Regions from separate parts of the Capsicum annuum genome. Here region 1 is linked to region 2. Evidence: chromatin contacts called from public Hi-C data. All regions are on one chromosome and are shown on one strand. Each heading gives the region's core, a stretch centred on a gene start, on an enhancer-like site or on the middle of the called end of the contact. The rest is flanking DNA. Distances are from core to core; before and after follow the strand shown.

The links. Hi-C and Micro-C count contacts between places; a contact is called where the count stands out from the background.
Region 1: a Hi-C map of leaf shows a contact between it and region 2, with 3 times the contacts expected there. The contact joins the promoter of LOC107849764 here to the enhancer-like site in region 2. A contact is called at or near these places in 2 of 5 Hi-C or Micro-C datasets (leaf and placenta).

What each region holds. Positions count from the first base shown.
Region 1 is chr12:198,114,250-198,117,659 of UCD10Xv1.1, forward strand. LOC107849764 (exocyst complex component EXO70A1-like) reads right to left here and starts at 1,423. Exons shown (of 1, transcript XM_016694327.2): 1 at 1-1,423. The coding sequence starts at 87. LOC107850391 (KH domain-containing protein HEN4) reads right to left here. Exons shown (of 11, transcript XR_007048283.1): 9 at 2,246-2,354; 10 at 1,839-2,172; 11 at 1,546-1,796.
Region 2 is chr12:197,316,073-197,319,645 of UCD10Xv1.1, forward strand. LOC107851208 (phosphoinositide phosphatase SAC2) reads right to left here. Exons shown (of 17, transcript XM_016696146.2): 15 at 3,520-3,573; 16 at 2,579-2,687; 17 at 1,938-2,396. The coding sequence ends at 2,280. Among protein-coding and RNA genes, the nearest start is that of LOC107851208, 10 kb to the right of the region's middle. Within about 2 kb of position 1,434, at least 3 of the 5 cell types and tissues checked have an H3K27ac peak or open chromatin away from gene starts, as enhancers often do. A contact at or near this core is called in leaf, where this site is marked.

The sequences.
Region 1 (3,410 bases), core at 173-2,672, 800 kb after region 2:
ACTAATTTCTACTCCCAATTCTCTTGATTTTTCTATGCTACACTTGAGAATTTCTCTTGCAGCTTTGATATTCTCAATGCCCACCATCTTTTCTCTTTTCTTTCTTGAGAAATCCTTTCTCAAGTCTCAACACACTTAATGAAATAGTACTCCTTTTGTCCCAATTTATGGGCACAATTTAGATTTTGATAGTCAAGCAATTTAAGTTTGACTGTTATATATTTGAAAACTATGTGAAAAATACTACAAGTTGGGATAGTTGACAATTCAAAATATTTAAACGATATATGAAAAGATTATGATCAAAGATAGGCTTGTTTGGATCTCGAAATCTGAAAGGTGTCACATAAATTGATACGGAGGGAGTAGTAATTATGAAGGAAAGCGACTAATACATTATATTATTGCTTTGTTTCCCATATAGTACCCACATGCATAAGGCTTTTTTGTTTACCAAACTCAACAAATGAGGTTAAAACAAGTCTACCAGCTTCAAACCAACTTCACTGCTAAAACAAGAATACATATGCCACCCAGAAGGTAGATCACTTTAAGGAAAATGTACTTAAATATCAATATACACTTGTTTCTTTAGTTAACTAGTTTGTTCTAACTGCCTTTTTGCTTGCCTTTTTGGCTTTTTTTCTCTCCAAAACCGTTCATTGTTTACAAGCCAAGAAACATCCGAATTTGCCTCTCTTTAAAGTGCCACTATTGGTAATGTTTCTTCTTTGGACGTTTGTTTGTTCCTCCTTTTTATGTGCATAAAAATCTGTTGGAACACTTCAAAATATTAATTACATATAATAAGAAGAACAACAATGATAATAATAATGAAAATATATCATTCATGTCTTTTACATAATGAAACTAAATGATTCAAATCTAAATTGATTTGAGGCTATACACTTGATTTTCTTGAAATTGTGTGCTTTGTCAAGGTGGAAGCTGCAGGTTTTAGTTCTACCATTCGGAATCAAGTCTAATGATCTTGAAAACTAGAAAGGAAAATGGTCAAATTTATTTGGTACCATCCGAAATTGAGTAACTTTGCTTTCAGATAAACTTTAGGTTTACTATAATAACTCTATTTGGAGCAAGTCTCATTTTTGATACTTTTATAACTTAGGATAATTGGGTGCATAAAATATAAACTTCTTTTTTTAATTAAAAGAATATGAAAGCATGAAGTCCAAAAAAATGTGAGAATATTTACTAAAAATGGATCGATTTTTGACTTTCTTGAGCATGTATCACCATCTCGAAATAAATAGTGAGACTTATTGTTGCAACTCTTTGGGAGTGTATTCCTAGGATTAATGATTTTGTACGACAAAATCACATGCTCCTATAACAATTTCTCTGCTCTATGTGGCATGTAGGGGTTGGGTTTTTACGGAAGGTTTTTTTTTTTTTTTTTTTTTTTTGTGTGTGTGTGTGTGGAGGGGGTCCGTGGATTAAGGAAAATGAAATAGGAAAATGCGAGAAATTTGAAGTTTAGATGTTACATGTAAAGACCATTTCACACATTTTACTCCGTGTATATGTAGCCGAAAAAGGATTACTAGGACTAGAAACTAATAATAGAACGATACCACCTGCTGTATTGTATTTCTTACAGACCCACATGATGGTGCTTCTACAAGAATCAAATGAACTGACCAATTCATGTGCTTGTTGCTTTTACATGTACATATACTACATGATTTTTGCCTGCAAAATACTTCAACATCAAAATATGATGGAAAAAACAGGCATTGATGACTTTTTCCTTCCTGAATATCTGCTGCATTCTCAGGCATTGATGACTTTTTCCTTCCTGAATATCTGCTGCATTCTCTCTTACCACTTGGTTGATCTTTTTTCCCTTTAGAACCTAGAACGATATTTCTCACATACACTCTGTTCTTCCTACATGTTCCAATAACTATTTTGAACTTATTTAACCATCACAGGCACATGTCAACTGCATTGCATGAGAAAAACAAACCACATTCGCGACCTTCTAGGATTGTGATAAAGAAGTAAGGTCTACATGTTCTGCTCAGCAAAGATGAAAGCATGAATAAGGGTCTGAGCGAATCGCGTTTGATCTGGTGTTCCAGACACAACAGCAGTGCCTTCTGTAGCCCCAGCTACAGGATCATGAATTACTATCTTAGCACCTGAAATCTGAAACCAAACACAAATGTTAACTACCTTACCCCTAAGAAGAGAGAGAGTTTGTTCGATCAAACTGACCTACCCTAGTTATATCACGAAGGTTACTAGAATCCTCTCCATAAACATACTTCAACAACATCTGAGGAATTACAATTTCAATAGTAATGCCTGGAAAATTAGGTGCTGTCTCACTGCAACAGATAAACAGTTTAACTTAGTGGATACACAAAGCGTTAGCAAGATATGAAAAGCAAAGGATAAAGGGCAAATTAAACAAGAATACAAATCAACCAAGAAAAAATAAGAGCAATGTAGATCCATGAATTTCAAGTCAATTGTTCCGATACAACATCCCTTAAGAAGAATGTAGATCCATGAAGTTCAAGTCAATTGTTCCGATCCTTTCTCTTTAATCCCATTAACAATAAATTGAGCACCTCAAGTATCTCCAATAGAAGATCTTCATACCATTCAAGTTTAAAGTTTTAATTAAGGAACTCAATTATCTCTAATACAAACTTCACAAGTCAAATATTAAAACAGTTGACCCGTAAGCACTGCACACATTCTACTGCCTTTGAAGTTTTAGGTGGATATTTTTCTTACAAGAGAGCAGGCGCTCCATATAAATGCAACACCCCCTCCCTAGGTAACATTGTTTTACTCTTCAGTAAAGGATATACTATCTCATAATGTAATAAATGTATCTATCTCGCAATCCTGTTTATAAGAACTTCACAACTTAAAAGACAAATTCAAATTACAGGAAACTGAAGAACTTGACAGACATGTCCTCGACCAGCTCAAAAAGCAGAGCTACATACTCGATGTTTGCCCGATTCTTATAAGGTACACTGCCAAAATCCGGGTTAACAGAATTTGAAGACTACAATAGCATATCCTCTGTGCTTAACTCTTTTAAGACACCGTCTTGCCTTACTTCCACAGGATGCAGGTTATTTCACATAGCTTGTCTATGGTGTGCATACCACGATATATAACTTTCCCAATGAAATTGGAAAACTGTGAATTGAGTTCGTGGTTCTAGGTAGCTTTTAAATTCATATTAGCATCTGAAAATCATTAATTAGGCCTCATTAGCTTCATGGCTGTAGCCTGCGACGAACCTATCAAGAAGCAACCAACTAATTTCCCACTACTCTCCACTTAAAGCTGCATAAGGAAGATCAAACTAGTAGCCCCAAAAGGAAATAAGTTTACCCAAGTGAATCAGAAACAGGTGAGTC
Region 2 (3,573 bases), core at 184-2,683:
CTGATGGAACCAGTTGTCCTATCCCATGTGTTGTTCACATCCCCGCTGCTACTCTAGGCCCACACAAGAATAAACTTTTCTCCATCTCCCGAGAAAGGGCAAGGGTAGGCCACCCTATTTAATCCTTGATCGATCATAAAGGTCTCTTTAGCCTATCCCTATTAATCTCCAAATATATCACCAAAAGCTTGTGTTGGGAAGTAAGATGCTCACTTAGGATAGCCTTGCAGTCCTTACAAAGGCCTTCATCACCTCTTAAAGAGTAAGTAATCTATCTAAGTCTTAGTTACCATGCTACAAAGGTAACCAAATAGTTCTCCTTCTTTAAAAAACACGAGTTAGCAATCACCAATTCTAAAGCTCTAGCAAAATCCAAAAGCAAGGCTCCACCTCCCTTTTTATTCCCAAAACCAAAGCTTCCATTAACATCATCAAAGTCACTAGAAGTTGTTCCAATATGGCCATGAAATCTCCACCAATCAAAATCTTCTTAGTGTGTTGTTTACCTCTCACAACTTTATCCAAATCTTCCCTAGAGTGCTTCTTGATCTCCTCATCTAGGCCCACTTGAGGGTAAGCACTAGTAATGTTCAAAGTAAGCCCCCCCAATGACTGGCTTAACCGTCTTCATCCTATCATTGATCCTTCTAACCTCTAGCACTTGCTTCCTAAGGTACGTGTGTACTGAAATGCCTATGTCGTTCTTATCCCTTGAGCCTTCTCAGTACCACAACTTAAATCCGTCTACGTCCTATTCTTTGGTGCCTACCTATCTAGTTTCCTGGACACAAGCTATATTAATCTTCCTCTTCTTAAAGATCTTCACCAGCTCTATGGCTTTCCCCGTCAATGACCCTATGTTCTAAGACCGTATTCTTAGTCTAGGAGAACACTTCACCCCCTTACCACTTCTACCCTGCCCCCCGCCCCCCTCCCCCGCCTTGACCTAAGACATGACCATAGTACACCATCATTCACCAAAGCCACTAAAAAGGAGTGAACTACACACATCAACAACATACCCAGTAAAACCCACAAGTGAGGTTTGAGAATGGTGAAGTGTACACAGACCTTTACCACTATCTCAGAGAGGTAAACTACACATGAATATTCTTAAAGAAACTGGATCTAGCGTATAATCTGAAAGGCAAAATAGCAAGCAACTATACTACAAACCAGAGAGAAAAACAAGCACTAAAATGGACGGAACTGGAAATCGGAAAAAGCAAGAAAGAACATAGAAAATGAAGCAATGGTATACTGTCTTTTGCACCACCACTATCCCAAAGTGATAAATGCAATGTTATCAATTACTAGCTTTAACTTTAACCAGTTTAGGATTCTGATGCAGGTGAAACAGCTAGTTGAGTTCTCAACACAACTTGGTCAAGGATACTAGTCTTTCACTTTCAGAATGAACAACAAATTTAATGATCAGTATCAACAAATACCACGAAAAAATGGAAGAAAAAGAAAAACCAGTTACAAAAACAATAACATACACGGTGCAATTCCACAAGTGGAATCTGAGCGTGGTATGTACACAGACCTTACCCCTATGTTGTGAAGGTAGTGAGATTGTTTCCAATAAATCCTCGGCTAAAGTAGAGCCTATCAAAGCACATTAAAGAAAATATACTAGAGAAAACAACAGTATCAACAAATAATACAATAACTGAAACAAACAGGACAGCAGACACAAAGAAAACCAATCATTTACAGTAAACTATACCAATACACACGAAATATACCCAGGATGCTCCTCCTCCAAGAAGCTCGTGTATTAAGCGTAGAGAGGACCTTCCCTTAGTACGAGAGGATCAGGAAGGACACACCTAAACAATCACAGACTCACAATTACCACTACGATCAGATGGTAACTATAATCTGGGAATTTCAAGATTGAAAGCATTCAAAATAGTGAAGGCTCTTGTGAATGTCTCAAAACGAAAAAATTCAGCTCCAATTTCTAAATAAATAAAATTATTTACAGAAACTGAAACCTACAAAAGTTATTGGTCTGAGAAAAGAAGATTCAAAAACAACTGAAAAGAACATTTCCTTTTCAATCTACCCCTAAACTTCCTAATATAAACTTCTATGCTGCTGGAAGTTTACAATCTCAATAGCTTTGTATAGGCTAATCTTCCTCAAGCAATGTTGGTCATTTGCTGTTTCTATTTTCTCTCTATGTATCAACATCCTTAGGATGCCGTCTATCCAATGTAACTATCCAAAATAATATATAGCTAGCTCCAAAAAGAGTCCAGAACTGGATGTCAAGGGAAAAGCACATCTCCTTCGTTAACCCAACGCACAAACTTCTCAGAGTATTGCCGGTGTGTCTTCTTCTTCTCTTTAGCATCAACAACGATATTTCTGCTAGTCTGCTCCTTCTATAATAAGAAATTTGGAAAGTAAAAAGAATTAGTCATGCATATTTATAGAGAAAATCAGAATAACAGTAAAAGGATAATTCATTATTTCATTATTTAAGGTGAAAGCACTACCTAATAAGGCTGCTGTTATTTAGATTTAACCACAACATTTAAATATTCTAAACTCTGAGTGAACTGACCTTCAAGCCTGGCACGGAATCACTAGCGGAGAGGTCTGTTTCTGCTTTAAGCTCATTTGTTACACTATCTGATGACAAGTCCCGAGATGGAGAAGCCATGATTGAAGATCTGCACAGACGGAATAAGCTTAAGATTTGACAGCAAAAGTAGAACTATATATACAAACTAGGCCATTAAGGCCTTGTTTTCCTAAAACGATCAGTCTGACGTGTATAAAGGTGGTGCATTTCCAAATGATGACAAATCTGACAGCAGAATTAACTTGAGTAAATGATGATTGATACTAAAGAGTCTTGTTTTCAAATTTTGTATTACATCAACTTTAAGCCAGTCAAAATATACAACACTAACCCACAAAACAGACAATCCCTTCTCACTACCATGCGCTAGAAAGACCATTATTTTCCTGTTTCGTTTTTGCACCATTTTTGTCATTAATAAATGACGTTGCTAACCTATCAAGCCTGAGCACTCAAAAACATTTTATTACAAGCCACTAAAAACACTTAGCTGCATGAATCTTGAAGTTTGGCTCCTTGCTGTTGCAGTAACATCAGCAAGCGAATGACATTTTTTTTGGGACAAAGAATCAGCAAGAGAATTGATGAAGTTACCACAATCAGCATTTAAGGTAGAACTACAACAACATAACCAATGTAACCCCACCAGTGGGTGTGTAAGCAGCCTTAACCCTACCTTGAGAAGGTAGAGAGGTTGTCTCCGATAGACCCTCAAATCAAGTATAACATATCAAACAATCAACATTTAAGGTATTTAATATATTCTTTCTTTCCCTCCCCCTCTCTTGTTTCAGGATAAGTATTCTATTCCTTCCCAATCCTGTGCTTCACCTTAAGCATTGGTTAGACTATGAGGACACCTCTAATATGTTTCTTCATCAACTTTTCTTTATGTATTGGTCATCGAACAGAAAGTATACCTGTCATATGTTTCTTCTGCACCTGAATTTCCCGATGAAGAGAGCCAATCAACA